5 separate regions of the Sus scrofa genome follow, and regions 2, 3, 4 and 5 are each linked to region 1. The links are chromatin contacts, called in public Hi-C and promoter capture Hi-C maps. All regions are on one chromosome and are shown on one strand. Each heading gives the region's core, a stretch centred on a gene start, on an enhancer-like site or on the middle of the called end of the contact. The rest is flanking DNA. Distances are from core to core; before and after follow the strand shown.

Region 1 (2,625 bases), core at 39-2,538:
AATATCATGTAAGGAATTGGTTGTTTTCTACTCAGGGCTGTGGCACACATATTTCATTTTTATAAAAAGGATTATAAACCCATGATTAAGTGATGTTAAATAATTGTTTTTCTCTCTTGTAATGATATTATACTTGAGTGCCTAAGGAGAATTTTTTTTCCTCTCGTCTTTCAATTTCTTTCTTTTTTTGGCCACACTCACTGCACATGAAAATTCCCCTGCCAGGGATTGGATTGAAGCTGCAGCTATGGCAATGCCGGATCCTTTAATGCACTGCAGTGGTAAACCTGCATCTCTGAACTGCAGTAGGACTCTTACCCCACTGCACCATAGCAGGAACTCACTCAGTTTCTTCCTTTTATATTCTCTCCTGTTTTCTTCTCTTCTCCCTAATTCTGCTACATGTACTGTGGTATCTTGGTCATTAATAATAGACTGCAGTAATTTCTACTAAAAGATGCAATTGTTGGGAGTTCCCGGTATGGCTCGGCAACAGTGAACCCTACCAGTATCCACGAGGATATGGGTTCGATCCCTGGCCTCGTTCAGTGGTTTAAGGATCCCACTTTGTGGTGAGTTGTGGTGTAGGTTGCAAAAGAGGCTCAGATCCTGGGATGCTGTGTCTGTGGTTGGCAGCTGCAGCATGGATTCAACCCCTAGATCAGGAACTTCCATTTGCCACAGGTGTAGCCCTAAAAAGAAAAAAAAAAAAATGTCGAGAGTGCCATATCTAATAACTGCCTTAAAAGGCTTACTGGTACTTACTATAGGTTCTTTCCTTGCTTGGTTGATGCTTCCAACTCAAGGTTCTCACTCGGCACTAATCTCAGAGTAGAATGTTACCATCGGCAGATAATTTGCAACAAGTTTGTACCTCAGGCCCTGATATGCGCTCTTGGAAAAAGCTGGTGAGTAAAACCCATTAAAGATCCAGTCCTCTTGGGGCTTAGGGTGAAGTTGGGAGTGGATAGGGAGGTTATCCAAGCCAATTGTCTGGTGCCTTGATGGAGATAGTACCCGACAGAGCAGAGCAGGGCGCGGGTACCGGGAGGAGCAAGGGCACTGTGAGGGTTGGCCCGAAAGAGAGAGGGTGCGGTGGTTGGACCAGCGCCCAGGAGCTGGCACTCGGCGGGAGCCTTTGCGGGACGGGGAGGAGCGAATCCCTGGGGCGGGACTTTGGGGCGGGGCCGACTAAGGGGCGGGGTTAACTATGGGGCGGAGCTAGGAAGAGGGACCTACCCGGGGGGCGAGACCAGGGGGCGGGGCTAGCCCCGGGCGGGGCTTTGGGGGCGGGGCCGCGGACGCCATTGCTCTGCTACTTGCTGGTGGCGGTCCTGTCAGGCCCCCTGACCAGCCCAGGTTCTCCGTCTGGTTTCTCACCCAGCTCCCCGGCTCAGTCCCTGGCCCGTCCCCTTCCTGGTGGCGGCCCCGGTCCCGCCCCGTCCCCGCCCTCTACCCGCAGCGGCGCGCCTGGCCCGCTGGGCGGGGTTCCGGGGATGAGGCGGCGGCGGCGCGCAAAGACGATGCTCCGCAGCTGAGGCGACGCGGCGTTGCGAGCGCGGCGCGACCCGCGGGATGGCTCAGCCGGCCGGTCGGGAGGGCGGCGAGGGGCCTCCGGACCCCGGGGAGGCCGCGGGTCCGCCGGCCGCGCTGAGCCTGGAGGAGATCCTGCGGCTCTATAACCAGCCCATCAACGAGGAGCAGGCGTGGGCCGTGTGCTACCAATGCTGCGGCTCTCTGCGCGCCTCGGACGCTGGCCGCCGCCAGCCCCGCCGCCGGGTGCGCTCGGCAGCGCAGATCCGCGTGTGGAGGGACGGCGCCGTCACCCTGGAGCCTGCCGCCGGCGATGCGGGAGAGCCGGCCCCCGCCTCGGGTGAGCCTCCGCCCGCCCCGCTATCCCTTCTCCCGCCGCGGACCCTCCCCCACCGCGACCCCCATCTCCAGCAGCACCACGGACGATCCCCATCCTGGCCCCCGGCGCTTCCGCCCCGGTCCACTCTCCCTTCATGTCTCGCAGGAGGATCCTTGCCGAGGCCCCGGGCCCTTCCCTTGCAGCTCCCGGGGCCGCCGCCCCCCGTCCTTCCGCGCCGTGCCCCTCACCCTCACGGAGGTGTTGGAGCTCGGGCGGTGGGAGCGTGGGCGGTGGCCCCGGGAGCCGTGTGGGCTCCAGGGTCAGTGCGCGGCCTGTCCAGCGCCCCTGCCCACGGCCGGCGGGGAGGCGTGGGGTCGCAGGCGGAAAGCTCTGGGCCGTGTGAACGCGCGGGTGGTGCTCGGGGCCGAGCCCGGGTGGGACGCGCTGGGCGCTGCCGGCTTCCAGAGACCTGGCCGGGCCGGCTGTCCCGAGGCTGCGCTCATCCAGCGAGAGGCTGGTAGTACTTTAAACCACTGCACACCAGGTTCTCTCAGTTGAAAATGCAGACAATTGAGCCCTGAGGAGAGAAAGCTATTTTGGGAGAAATGGAGGAAGCGACTGAATTATGATAAAAATAAAGAAATAATATGGTTTCCGTGCACCTTACAATTTGTTGTGATGGAAAACAGGCTTGTGAGGTTAAAAAGTTGACAGGTTGTCAGATAAATAGGTACAGTGGATTTTACTTAGGTCATTTTCTGATGTAAATTCTG
Region 2 (2,625 bases), core at 58-2,557, 390 kb after region 1:
GGTTGTGCCAGTTTGGGTCATGTTAAAATTGTTCATCTGGGTGTGTTTGGAATTATTACAATATTCTTAATAATAATAATTACCATTTACTGCTTACTTACATGTCCCAGGCACTTTGCTGATTGCTTTCTACCTGATTTCTCGTTTTACATCTCAGTACAGTCACCGTACTCATAGATTTGAAAAACAGACCGGAATTGGTTGTAGAGAAGATTTTGTGAATTGCTAGTCAGAGCTTCGGTTTACTTTTTTTTTTTTTTTTTTTTGGCTTTTGTAGGGCTGTACCTGCAGCATATGGATGTTCCCAGGCTAGGGGTCAAATCAGAGCTATAGCTACCAGCCTACACCACAGCCACAGCAACGTGGGATCCTAGCCCTGTCTGCGACCTACCACAGCTCACAGCAACACCAGATCCTTGACCCACTGAGTGAGGCCAGGGATGGAACCCGCAACCTCATGGTCCTAGCCGGATTCGTTTCCACTGCGCCACAACGGGATCTCCCTTACTTTTTTAACATGGCGATTCTTACTGCTAATTTATTTACAGTATTAATTTGAGGATTACTTGAAGTAATAACGTGAAAGTATATTGAAAAATGGAACATCTCATGCAACACTGTTATAAAAAAATTAAATAAAACCCCAGTCACTGTGATCTTATTTATTCCACACTTGTCTCTTTTTAAGCTGAAAAATAGTTGACTTACAATGTTGTGTTACTTTTAGGTGTACAGCAAAGTGATTCAGTTATACATACATATTCTTTTTGGGATTCTTTTCCCATATAAATTATTAGAAAATATTGACTATATACGGCAGGTCCTTGTTTATCTATTTTATATGTAGCAGTGTGTATGTGTTAATTCCAAACTCCTAATTTATCTCTCCCCTCCCTTTCACTTTGGTGACCATGTTTTCTATGTCTGTGGGTCTATTTCTGTTTTGTGTATAAGTTCATTTCTATCATATTTTTTTTTCTTTTGAAGGCGCTGTACGTGTCCCTACAGACGAGGATGAAAGCAACCCGAGGCCAGCGGGCCCAGAGAGTGCGCAGCCGCACAACAACCCTGGGCATGTGCCCCTTGTCTCGGCTCCTGGCCAATCGCTGGCCCCGGAGGCCAGCTTCTGGCCTCGCCCATCTCCCTGCCCCCGCGCCCAATGACGCCCCGCCCCATGCTCCGCCCCGCTCCGCCCCATGCTCCGCCTCGCCCCGCCCGGCGTCAAGTCCATCGCCCTGCCCCGCCCATCGCCCCGCCCCATCCCCCTCCTAGGCACTGTTCGTCGCCCCGCCCCTTCCCCTCCCCGCACCCCGCTCTACCGCGTTACCCCGCCCCGCCCCATGCTCTGCCCATTGCTCCGCCCAGTCCCACGTGCGTGCCGCGAACCGGACGCGCGCCGAGCGGAGGGTCTGTCTGCTGGGAAGTTTGGGAGGCCTTGGGGTGCAGTTGAGGCGCAGGTGCGGGCGCGGGTCCGTGCGGGCGAGCACAGAGATCCCGCCGCCTGCTCTCTCGCCGTGGGACCCGGCGCCCCGAGCCCGGCGGTAGGTGGGATCCGGCCGCCCAAGCCGTGTCTACGGCCTGCGTCCGCCGGGTGCAGGTGTTGCTGCTTTTCTTGGACCTCTTCTCGGCCCTGCTGCTGCAGCCTAGTGTGGGCGCATACGTTTACTGTTGGAAGCTCCGTGTGCTGCAAATTATACATATATGCTGCAACATTACGGTGACCTGAGGCCTGTGTATTAAATCACCGGGGCCTTTCCCTTCCTAGTTTACTGATGTAGTTTAAAGTTTAAGGTGGAAAACTTTAATATGCAAACAGCTATTGAGGACATTGTGGTAATAATGAATTTAACATGGAGGGCAAGAATTTTAGATGTTCATTGATAGCTTTGAAGTTAAAAATCAGTCAGTGGAGGAAATATTTTGCTCCCAGTGGTGGACTGCAGCTACGGTCTCACGTGTTGGACAGTTCTCTGTCATTTAAGTGTTTTCTATGTAAATATTTATATTATAAAAGAGCAGTTCTTGACAAAGAACATAATGTCGGCTCTTTTTACTTTGTGGTTCTCTGCCTCCTTCTTTACGTTGGAGTTGCTCAAGGTCCTTCCTTCTCTGCTTGCCCTCTAGGATGAGATAGTAAGTAGACAGAATGAAAGATTATTCAGCCACAGAGCACGTTTTCTGTTTTATTTCAGCTAAAGGCACTCTGATTTGGGGGAGCAAGCCAATTTAGAGCCTTCATACCGGCTCATCTACAGGTTGCATTTTTTAAAAGGTGAGAAAATGACTCTGATAACCTCTTAATTCCAGGCTCTGGAGACTTCTTTCTTTTTTGGCTGCTGCAAGCGATAGTTTGCTGGGGATCTGAGGTCCCTGGGCTGCAGGGGTTAGAGCATCAAGTCCTAACTGCTAGACATCAGGGAACGCCCTTCCTTTTTTATTTAAATATAAGAAAAGTGTATTTAAATCTAAAAGTAAGCCCTTCCTATAGGACATTGTTAGCTTATAGAGTCTTCTCTGTGCATATGTTGGTGTTTCTTCATTAAAAAAAAAAGGGCCAAACCTTCTTAACATGAAATTTACCATTTTAAAGTGTACAGTTCAGTGGCATTCAGTGCATTCACATTG
Region 3 (2,625 bases), core at 73-2,572, 330 kb after region 1:
CAGTTGCTACCCCTGGGAGTGGGACTGTGGGGTGGGTGGAGCTGGAGGAAGAGGAATAAACCAGGAAAAAAACCCGAGGGCTTTTCCTTTTGGCCTGAAGCCCATCAGTGAAGATGCATGAAAAAGTCTGTCGCCCACCTTCTGTTTTTCATTGTTTGTTTTTGGTTTTTGTCTTTGCAGGGCTGCACTCAAGGTTCCGAGGCTAGGGGTTGAATCGGAGCTGTAGCTGCCGGCCTATGCCACAGCCACAGCAACGCCAGAGCCAAGAGGCGTCTGCGACCTACACCACAGCTCACGGCAACGCCAGATCCTTAGCCCACTGAGCGAGGCCAGGGATCGAACCTGGGTCCTCAGGGATACTAGTCGGATTCGTTAGCCACTGAGTCATGATGGGAACTCCTCATTGTTTGTTTTCAAAGAGACAGCCAGACAGCCAGAGGATAAACAGACGCCCCCCCATATGTTGGCAGCTGTCTCTAATCTTGAGCATGTCACCCCCTTTAAGAACCCAAGTTCAGAAGCTTACAGATCACATTTCCTTCCCCCTCACCTCAGAAAACCTGCATTTCAAAGAACTCAAGCGCTTTCTATCTTTTTGAAGTACTCTGAACATCTTCAAATAAAGCACCATCCACTCATCCCTCCCTTAAATCTGTAAAGTTACAGCCACCTGATATCTTTAGGGTTTTACAAAGATTGGTTAAGGATGTCTAGGTGAGAAGAAGAACCCTAGAGAGAAAAAAGTGCTGTGGTTCTCGGTCAGGCCCCGCTTGGAGCTGGCGAGGGTCTGGGGGCCCTTCTTCCCCACTGGGCAGCGTCACCGCTTCCCCAAACTCCACCTTACAAGCCTGGGGGTTCAGCCAGCAGGGTCAGGGAGCGTCCAGGCCCAGGCGGGCGCTTGGACCTGGAACCCGCGCTGTCCTGAGAGCTGAGCTGGCCGCCCAGACACCACGCTCCCCACCAGCACCACTCGCGTCGCCCCAACTCCCGCCGCGCTCAGGGAGCCCGAGAAACCTGACCCGGCACCCGGTGGAGCTGTCGCCCAGGCCTCCTGGACCCGCCTCGTCCGCGCCCTTGGGGCTGCGGCGGCAAGGGATGTGGCCGCTCCTGCACTCACCACCCGCACCTGTTCCGTGGACACACGCTCATCTGGGGAGCCACACCTGCGCTGGCGGCCGGCTGTGGGCGGCTCGGGCTGGGCAGGTGGGCTGAGGAGGCGAAAGGGTAGGGCGCTGCGGGGCACCGGGGATCGGGGGCGCAGGCAGCGCAGCACTCGCCTGAGGAGGGCTCCCGCGAAGTCCCGCGCCGTCTCCATTGCTCCGCTTCCCAGCTGGGCGCAGCCGCCTGGCGCGCAGCCTCTTAAAAGCGCCGCCGCCCCGCCCGCATCCACGCCCCTCGGGCGGCCGGCCTTCCCACGACCTGCGGCCCAGGCGCTCCGCGGGCCCTCTGGGGTCGCTGGTCTGCCTGCTGGAGACCCGGGCAGTGGGGGAAGCCGTGGCATCAGCTGTGGATGGGCGGCCCCCTCGAGGATTAGGGTGCGGATGCGCGCCGGTCCCCGAGGACCCCCCCTCAGAACCTTCCCCACCGTGCGCCTCGGTTGTGAGGGCTGTAAATGGACCGGGGCTGTAAGCGGACCGGGGGCGAGGGACCCGAGGGGTCAGAGGGACAGGACTTTTCTGAGTAAGGGAGGCAGAGAAACACAGAGCCCAGGACGAGGGGGTAGGTTAACCCGGTCCGGCTTACATAGAACTCCACACAGGAAGGTGCAGTTGGGCGTGTTTCAGACCTTAGAAGGGCGGGGGTGGCAGGGATTCCAGAGCACAGCTCACGCAATGCCAGATTCTTAACCCCCTGAGCGAGCTCAGGGATTGCACCCAGGTCCTCATGGATACTAGTCGTGTTCCTTACTGCTGACCATGCCAGAACTCCCTCCAGAGCTCTTAACTGAGAACTTGAAGCAGACCCCTGAGCACATTGAGTAGGGGCAGTGCCACAACCCGGGCCCTTTATTTATTTATTTTGGCTGTACCTGTGTCATATGGAAGTCCCCTGGCCAGGGATGGGATCGGAGCTGCAGCGTGACCCACACCACAGTTTGGCAAGGCTGGGTCCTTAATCCACTGCACCAGGCTGGGGATCACACTGGCACCACCATAGAGACAAGCTGGTTCATAAATCCACTGCACCACCGCGGGACCACCAGCCTGCCCTTTAAAAGGAGTAACCTCCTCTGATGAGCCTGCCCTGCACTCAACCAATGACTGGCCCTCTGCTTATCAGCCTGCCTGGGCCCTGCTGCAAACCACATTTCCAAAGAGCTGCAGCCTGACCTCTGCCTTGGTCCCGACTGACTTGACTAGCAGAGCTGGCCCTTCTGCCCATACTTTTCCTCCTTTTAATCATAGAAACAAACATTCATCTTGCCCTGAGGGTCACTGGTGTCACGGAGATGAGGAATGTGGGAGCCAAAAGCAATTTCCGTCCTGAGTCCTGGACTCCGGGGGCCTGCCAAGAACTCTCCAGCCCCAGGAAAAAGGACTGGGCCCTAGCTGCCCCTCCTCAATGGGGCCCAAATGTCCCCACATTCATATATGAATCCAAATCCCAATGCCCAGTATGACAGCA
Region 4 (2,625 bases), core at 72-2,571, 310 kb after region 1:
CTCTGGGGCTGCTGGCCCTGTCACTTTCTGGATGTTCTTTCAACGTCTTAATTTTTTTGTTGCTTTGGGAAAGGCGTGTCTCACTTTTATAAGAAACATTGTAACAGAAATAAACACATAACCACAATATATTTGTGGCTACCCAGCACCAGGGGACATTATTCTCAAACTTAGATAAACCACAGCCTGGAATTTTTACTAAACTACCCGACAGTGACCCAGAACTGTGTGTAGTCACAGTTTTCAGGGGATGTAGTCTTATTGGAGGTCTGCAAAGGGCCAGAAAAATCATTTGAGGGATTCACATTTTTAGCCAAAAATCTCTATTAAGAAATAAACTTCAAACTGGGAGGAAAAAAAGCAGGACCTGGTCTAGTAGTGACTAATCACTAGGTTGATTTCCCAGCACTAACGGTTCCGGTTTTGAGGAGCTCAGATCCCCGGGAGAGAACTATTTGAAGAGGCTATTTGAAATTAACCGACGCGGATTTCCCGCCCCAGGGCAGCGAGGGAGGAGCTGGCACCCTGAGCCATGGGCGCCCTGGGCCATCCGGAGGACTTTTCCACAGCAAACCGCCCTCGCGCCAGGCGCACCCGGATGGGAGCGGGGAGGGGATGGCCGGACCCTGGGTGGGGAGGAGTGGGGTATGGCCGAGGTTCCCAGAGGGGATGGCCGGGGGGAGGGAGGGTGTTGCCGGGGTCCAGGGAGATGGCCGGGGACCCAGGGTGATGGCGGGGGTCGGGGCGGGGGAAGGGTGGGGTCGCGCCGCGCCACTCACACGATGACTCATTGTAGTAGACGTTGATTCTCTCCAGTTGGAGCGCGGAGTCACCCACGTAGCCGCCGGCCGGGTCGATGCCATGTTCATCGCTAATCACTTCCCAAAACTAGCAAAAGGCGGGGCGGGAGACAGACACTCAGCCCAGGACCCGGCGCCCGCAGCTCCCCCAGGGCCGGCCCAGCAGGCGGGGCGCGGGGAGCCACAGGCGAATTCCAGGCGCGTTTGTAACTCGGGCGGCTGCTCCCTGCGCCGGAGCTCAGGGAGTGCATGCAGCTGGGGTCCCGCGGTGACGCCCCTTCCTCCGCGCCGGTCCTCCTGCGCAGCCCTGGCCCGAGGGGGTAGGGACGCGGGCCGCCCACCCTCAAGAAAGCCCAGCCCGGCCCGCGCCCACCTTGGTGCCGATCTGATTCCCGCACTGGCCCGCCTGGATGTGCACGATCTCCCTCATGGCGCGCTCGACGCTCGCTGCTCCGACGGCGCGGCGACTGGGGGCTCCGCGGCTCCGAGTTCTCCACCCAGCGCCGGCCGCCCCTCCCCGGCCCTTCCCCAGCCGCCCCGGCCAATGGCCGCGGCCCGCCACCCCGGGCCGCGCCCCCTCCGCCCCTGCCGGCTGCGAGCCCTCCACAGTCTCCCCCGCCCGGCTAGGTCTTCCCCACCCCACCCGCGTCGCCCCCTCGCCCCCGCGGTCCTAGCGCCCTCCCCTTGTCACCCTGGGCCCCCTAGCAGTCCCCGTTCCTCCCTCCGCTCCTCCCTGCCTCTGCTCACCGCCCCCGGGCCTCTCTCCCCGGCACCCCGCCGCCAGCGCGCCCTGGGCTCCCCCTCCCCGGACCGTCCTCCAGGGGCCACCTCGAGCCCGCGCGGTCACAGAAGGGAGAGAAGACCCGGGAGTGAAGGGCTCCCCCCACCCCCAACACGGAAATCGGGCCGGGAAAGAGCCGATCCCTGGAGTGCCCACCCGAGCAGGTCGGGCCGGAGACGCGGCGGGCGGCTGAAGGGAAGGCTGGTGCCCCCCCCACCCCCCCGCCGACTCGTGCTGCACCTGGGAGCGAGTCTGGAGCGCCCCGGCTCTGAAGTCTAGGGGCTGCGGTCCTGCTGAGCCGATGGGGGCCGGCGGGCCCACCCCGAACCGCCCTGCGTAGGTTTCGGGACCGCAGGTCAGGGAGTCCGCACAACCCCGCCGCCCCGCGAGTTCAAGCCCAGATAGTCTCAGGACTGTGTGGGACACGAGAGTGAACTTTTTCGGGGTGATTCTGACCTCTGCCCCCCAACTCAGCCACGGACACGGGGCTTTTTACCCTCCCTCCTGCCTCTCCGTCTGGAAACACAGGGCCATTCGGTTCTGGCGACCTCAAACCGTTTGTGATGGAGTTTGGTTAAAGTGGACACATGGCTGGATCACACACACGTCTACACAGCCTCTCCATCCGGAGTCTGGGAGGAAAAGCGCTTTGTTGGCCGAGAGTGCGCAGGGGCCTGGGCTCTCCTCTGGCTTCCCTCCTCTGGTCCACCGCTGGGTTGGAGAACCCCTTCTTCTGTTGGGAGGGAGGTGTGGACGCGCACGACTTGTGTATGGACAAGTGCAAAGCTGGAGGAGTGAGAAAACTTTAATCCTACGGAGGCCGGAGCTCGCAGGTCTGCTCTTCCGCCAAGGGATGAGCCAGGATTCCCTGCAGAAGGAGCTGAGCCCTCTCCGGCCGGAGACCACTCCGCTGGCGGAAGCTTGGTTCCCTAATTCCTTTACCAGGTGCAGCCCTGACTCTCCGAGCTCCACCCTCCCCTGCCCCAGTGTTTGCCCGCAGCCCCAACCGCAGGTAAAGTCTGCACCGCTCGCGCGGCCCTCTGG
Region 5 (2,625 bases), core at 65-2,564, 270 kb after region 1:
CTACCTCTACTTGGACCTCTGACACAATAATACTTGTACTGATTTTTGCTCTCTGCCTTTTAAACCTGCTTTTTAAGCTTGTTTCTTCTAGATTACAACAGTTTCACCTGTAGATAATGGTAGGCCAGGGATTTCAACCCGTCCCGCCATGAAGATGGGCATTATCAACATCCACTGGACAGGGCTGCAACCTCCTAATATTCACTACTCTCCATCTCTGCCACTGTCAGTGACCCCAAGACCCTGATCTCTGACAGATGGCAAGATGGTCTGGACCCCACACGCAGTTGTCCACACATAGGGACAAAGCCCCTGCTCCATCTTAAAGCCGCTACAGAAAACAGACCACGGACTCTTTGATTTTTTAAAAAATTTAAGGGTCCAGACTCCTTGGGGAAGGGGGAAATGTTAAAGCAGGCAGTTAGCCAGAAATGAGGAGAGAAGGGAGGCATGAGCATGTGAGGAAACCTACATCCTGCTCCCAAAGGGTCCCAGAGACAAAGAAAGGCGGGAAGTAGAGAAGTAACATTTGCTCGCTATGCCCTCATTACAACAGAATTAACCAGAACAGTGCCCACCAAGCACCCGACGCCCAGGCAGAGCGGAGAAACCAAAAGGCGAATGCCTGCTGTGGAGCAGCTCATTAAGAATTCCGAAGTTGCGGCAGGTGTGAGGGTTCGTTCCCGGGACAGGCAACTTCCATAGCCACAGGAAAAAAGGAAAAAGAAAAAAAGACCAAAAATGGAGCAAAACTCCCCCGCCCCAGGGAGGCGCATAAGGGAAGCAAGATCCAGAGACGTTCCCGCGCCATCCCCGCGCCCTCAGAACCCGCCTGGCCGGCGCTCTCCCGCTGTGCCCCGGAGGTGATGAGGACCCGGCCTCTGGCCAGGCGGGTCATCCCGCCGCCGCCCAGACGCGTCCCCCAGTCTGCTCTAGCCCTCCGCCCCTGCCCTCGGCAGGCGCACCTGTCCTGTCCAGGAAGGGTCATCGTCCAGAAACGGACCGCACAGCTGACAGAGCCGACCGCGGTGCTGCTGCGGAGAAGGCGCCACTGAACACACCCTCAAGAACACACTCCATGAGGGTCTTACCTAGAGAGAGACGCCCAAAGGGTCCAGGACGCCTCACCTGAAGGAAGGGGCCACCTGTGGGGGCCTCAGCAGCCTCTGCGAGCCTCGGGGCTCCAGCGCGCGCGGCGTTACTGCAAGTGTCCCACCTGCCCCAGGCTCCGCCCTTAGGCCCCGCCTCCAGCTCCGCCCGCTGCGCTGCACGGGCCCTCCGCCCTTTTTCCTTTAGGCCCCGCCTCCTTCCCCGCCCACCACCGTCTGAGCACCTCCTTTAGACCCCGCCTCCGGCCTGTCCCGGACGCTGCGGGGGTGGAGCCACGGCCCTGGGCCCTAGAGCACGCCGCGGTACGGCTGACGTCAGCGCGCCGGGGCCCGAAAGGACGTCAGGAGAGTGTGGGGTCGCGGGCGAACCCTCCCGTGGCCTCCGTTCGGATCCTGACGGGCCATCGAGGCTGCTTTCCAGTCCGCGCCTGGGCCCGAGAGGCGCGCCGGCGGCCATGGCGCACCGCTGCCTGCTGCTGTGGGGCCGCGGTGCTTGCCGGCCCCGCGGGCTGCCCCCGCCGCTCGTGCCTGGCGGCCGCGCGGGACCCACCGAACGGCTCTGCCTGCAGACGGTGAGTTCCGCGCCCCCGGTCCGCTTCCGGCCCGCAACCCGCTTCCGGCCCGGCGCCGGGCGTCAAGGTCACCGGGCCCGGGTGGAGAAGGGCCTCGGAGCGGCGGGTCCGCTCTGGGCCCGGGAGGCCGGTGAAACAGAGCGTGTGGGAGCCGGTCCCGCCGGAGCCCTGCGCCCCGGGGGGTGTGTCCGTCACTGCAGCCTGCGGTTGGCGCCCGGAGGACCCCAATGCCTAGTAATGGGTCATTAACGGTGTCCCCTCTGTCACCGCGAGGCCCTAGCCTCCGTGCAGGGCTGTCCGGCGGTGCAGCCCACGTCGGCTGTGCCCGTGGCGAATCTCGCCTCGCGCAGGCTGACCCCGACCGCATACGGAGGCGCGGGGGCTGGTGGGCAGGACCCTAGCCGGGGGCTTACTCTCCATTTGCCCTTGAGGAAGTGTTTGCAGCCTCTCCACTTTTAAAAAGGCGGTGATAGCACCTGCATTCCTGACGTTTCCTCCTCGGAGCCTCCTTATCCCCTCTTTCCTACTCTGAGTTGCCATGCTCTAGGCCTTTTCCCGTTTATTGCATTGCGTCCATTTCTTTGCCTTTCCTTGCTCTAATCCCTCCTAGTGACTATTGACATGCAGTAAGCAGGTAGGGATCTGCCTTGTGAGTTTGAAATTTTTATGGAGGAATCTTACCTAAAAGTCCTTTCTTTCGAATGGCACCTAGTGTCGGTGAATCGGTGCTGAGGTGTAAGGAAGTCTCTTGTAGGCCCCAGACACATATTCCCTGGTACTTCCCTGAAAATGTGGATGGGGACACCAGGGCATTACTCTGCTACCTACAAGGGACTCTGAGAAGACGCATTTTCCTTTAGGTTTGTGCGGCTGGTAAAAGTGTTTTTCCAGTGAGGTTCCTTGGGAAAAGAATTTGATGTGTGAGGTATCTGTTCTTAGGTGTA

The links. Promoter capture Hi-C pulls out the DNA fragments that hold promoters and counts their contacts. A called contact is a pair of places that touch in the nucleus more often than the background predicts.
Region 2: a Hi-C map of embryonic fibroblasts shows a contact between it and region 1, with 2.3 times the contacts expected there. The contact joins the promoter of MPPE1 here to the promoter of SPIRE1 in region 1. A contact is called at or near these places in 1 of 5 promoter capture datasets (liver), 5 of 47 Hi-C or Micro-C datasets (embryonic fibroblasts, heart right ventricle, omental adipose tissue and 2 more) and 1 of 2 datasets of contacts at active chromatin or transcription factors (alveolar macrophages).
Region 3: a contact with region 1 is called in a Hi-C map of subcutaneous adipose tissue, with 2.1 times the contacts expected there. The contact joins the promoter of CIDEA here to the promoter of SPIRE1 in region 1. A contact is called at or near these places in 2 of 5 promoter capture datasets (fetal skeletal muscle and liver), 10 of 47 Hi-C or Micro-C datasets (alveolar macrophages, embryonic fibroblasts, heart right ventricle and 7 more) and 1 of 2 datasets of contacts at active chromatin or transcription factors (skeletal muscle).
Region 4: a promoter capture Hi-C map of liver shows a contact between it and region 1, with 4 times the contacts expected there. The contact joins the promoter of TUBB6 here to the promoter of SPIRE1 in region 1. A contact is called at or near these places in 2 of 5 promoter capture datasets (fetal skeletal muscle and liver), 1 of 47 Hi-C or Micro-C datasets (mesenteric adipose tissue) and 1 of 2 datasets of contacts at active chromatin or transcription factors (alveolar macrophages).
Region 5: a contact with region 1 is called in a Hi-C map of liver, with 3 times the contacts expected there. The contact joins the promoter of PRELID3A here to the promoter of SPIRE1 in region 1. A contact is called at or near these places in 1 of 5 promoter capture datasets (fetal skeletal muscle), 4 of 47 Hi-C or Micro-C datasets (embryonic fibroblasts, heart right ventricle and liver) and 2 of 2 datasets of contacts at active chromatin or transcription factors (alveolar macrophages and skeletal muscle).

What each region holds. Positions count from the first base shown.
Region 1 is chr6:96,932,735-96,935,359 of Sscrofa11.1, forward strand. SPIRE1 (protein spire homolog 1) reads left to right here and starts at 1,289. Exons shown (of 18, transcript XM_021096025.1): 1 at 1,289-1,873. The coding sequence starts at 1,576.
Region 2 is chr6:97,323,345-97,325,969 of Sscrofa11.1, forward strand. MPPE1 (metallophosphoesterase 1) reads left to right here and starts at 1,308. Exons shown (of 10, transcript XM_013988815.2): 1 at 1,308-1,541. The coding sequence starts at 1,341.
Region 3 is chr6:97,266,083-97,268,707 of Sscrofa11.1, forward strand. CIDEA (cell death-inducing DFFA-like effector a) reads right to left here and starts at 1,323. Exons shown (of 5, transcript NM_001112696.1): 1 at 1,278-1,323. The coding sequence starts at 1,315.
Region 4 is chr6:97,239,371-97,241,995 of Sscrofa11.1, forward strand. TUBB6 (tubulin beta-6 chain) reads right to left here and starts at 1,322. Exons shown (of 5, transcript XM_021096031.1): 1 at 1,174-1,322; 2 at 780-888. The coding sequence starts at 1,230.
Region 5 is chr6:97,199,478-97,202,102 of Sscrofa11.1, forward strand. It overlaps PRELID3A (PRELI domain containing protein 3A), which reads right to left and starts at 1,315. Exons shown (of 10, transcript XR_002344989.1): 1 at 1,092-1,315. AFG3L2 (AFG3-like protein 2) reads left to right here and starts at 1,413. Exons shown (of 19, transcript XM_021096024.1): 1 at 1,413-1,681. The coding sequence starts at 1,565.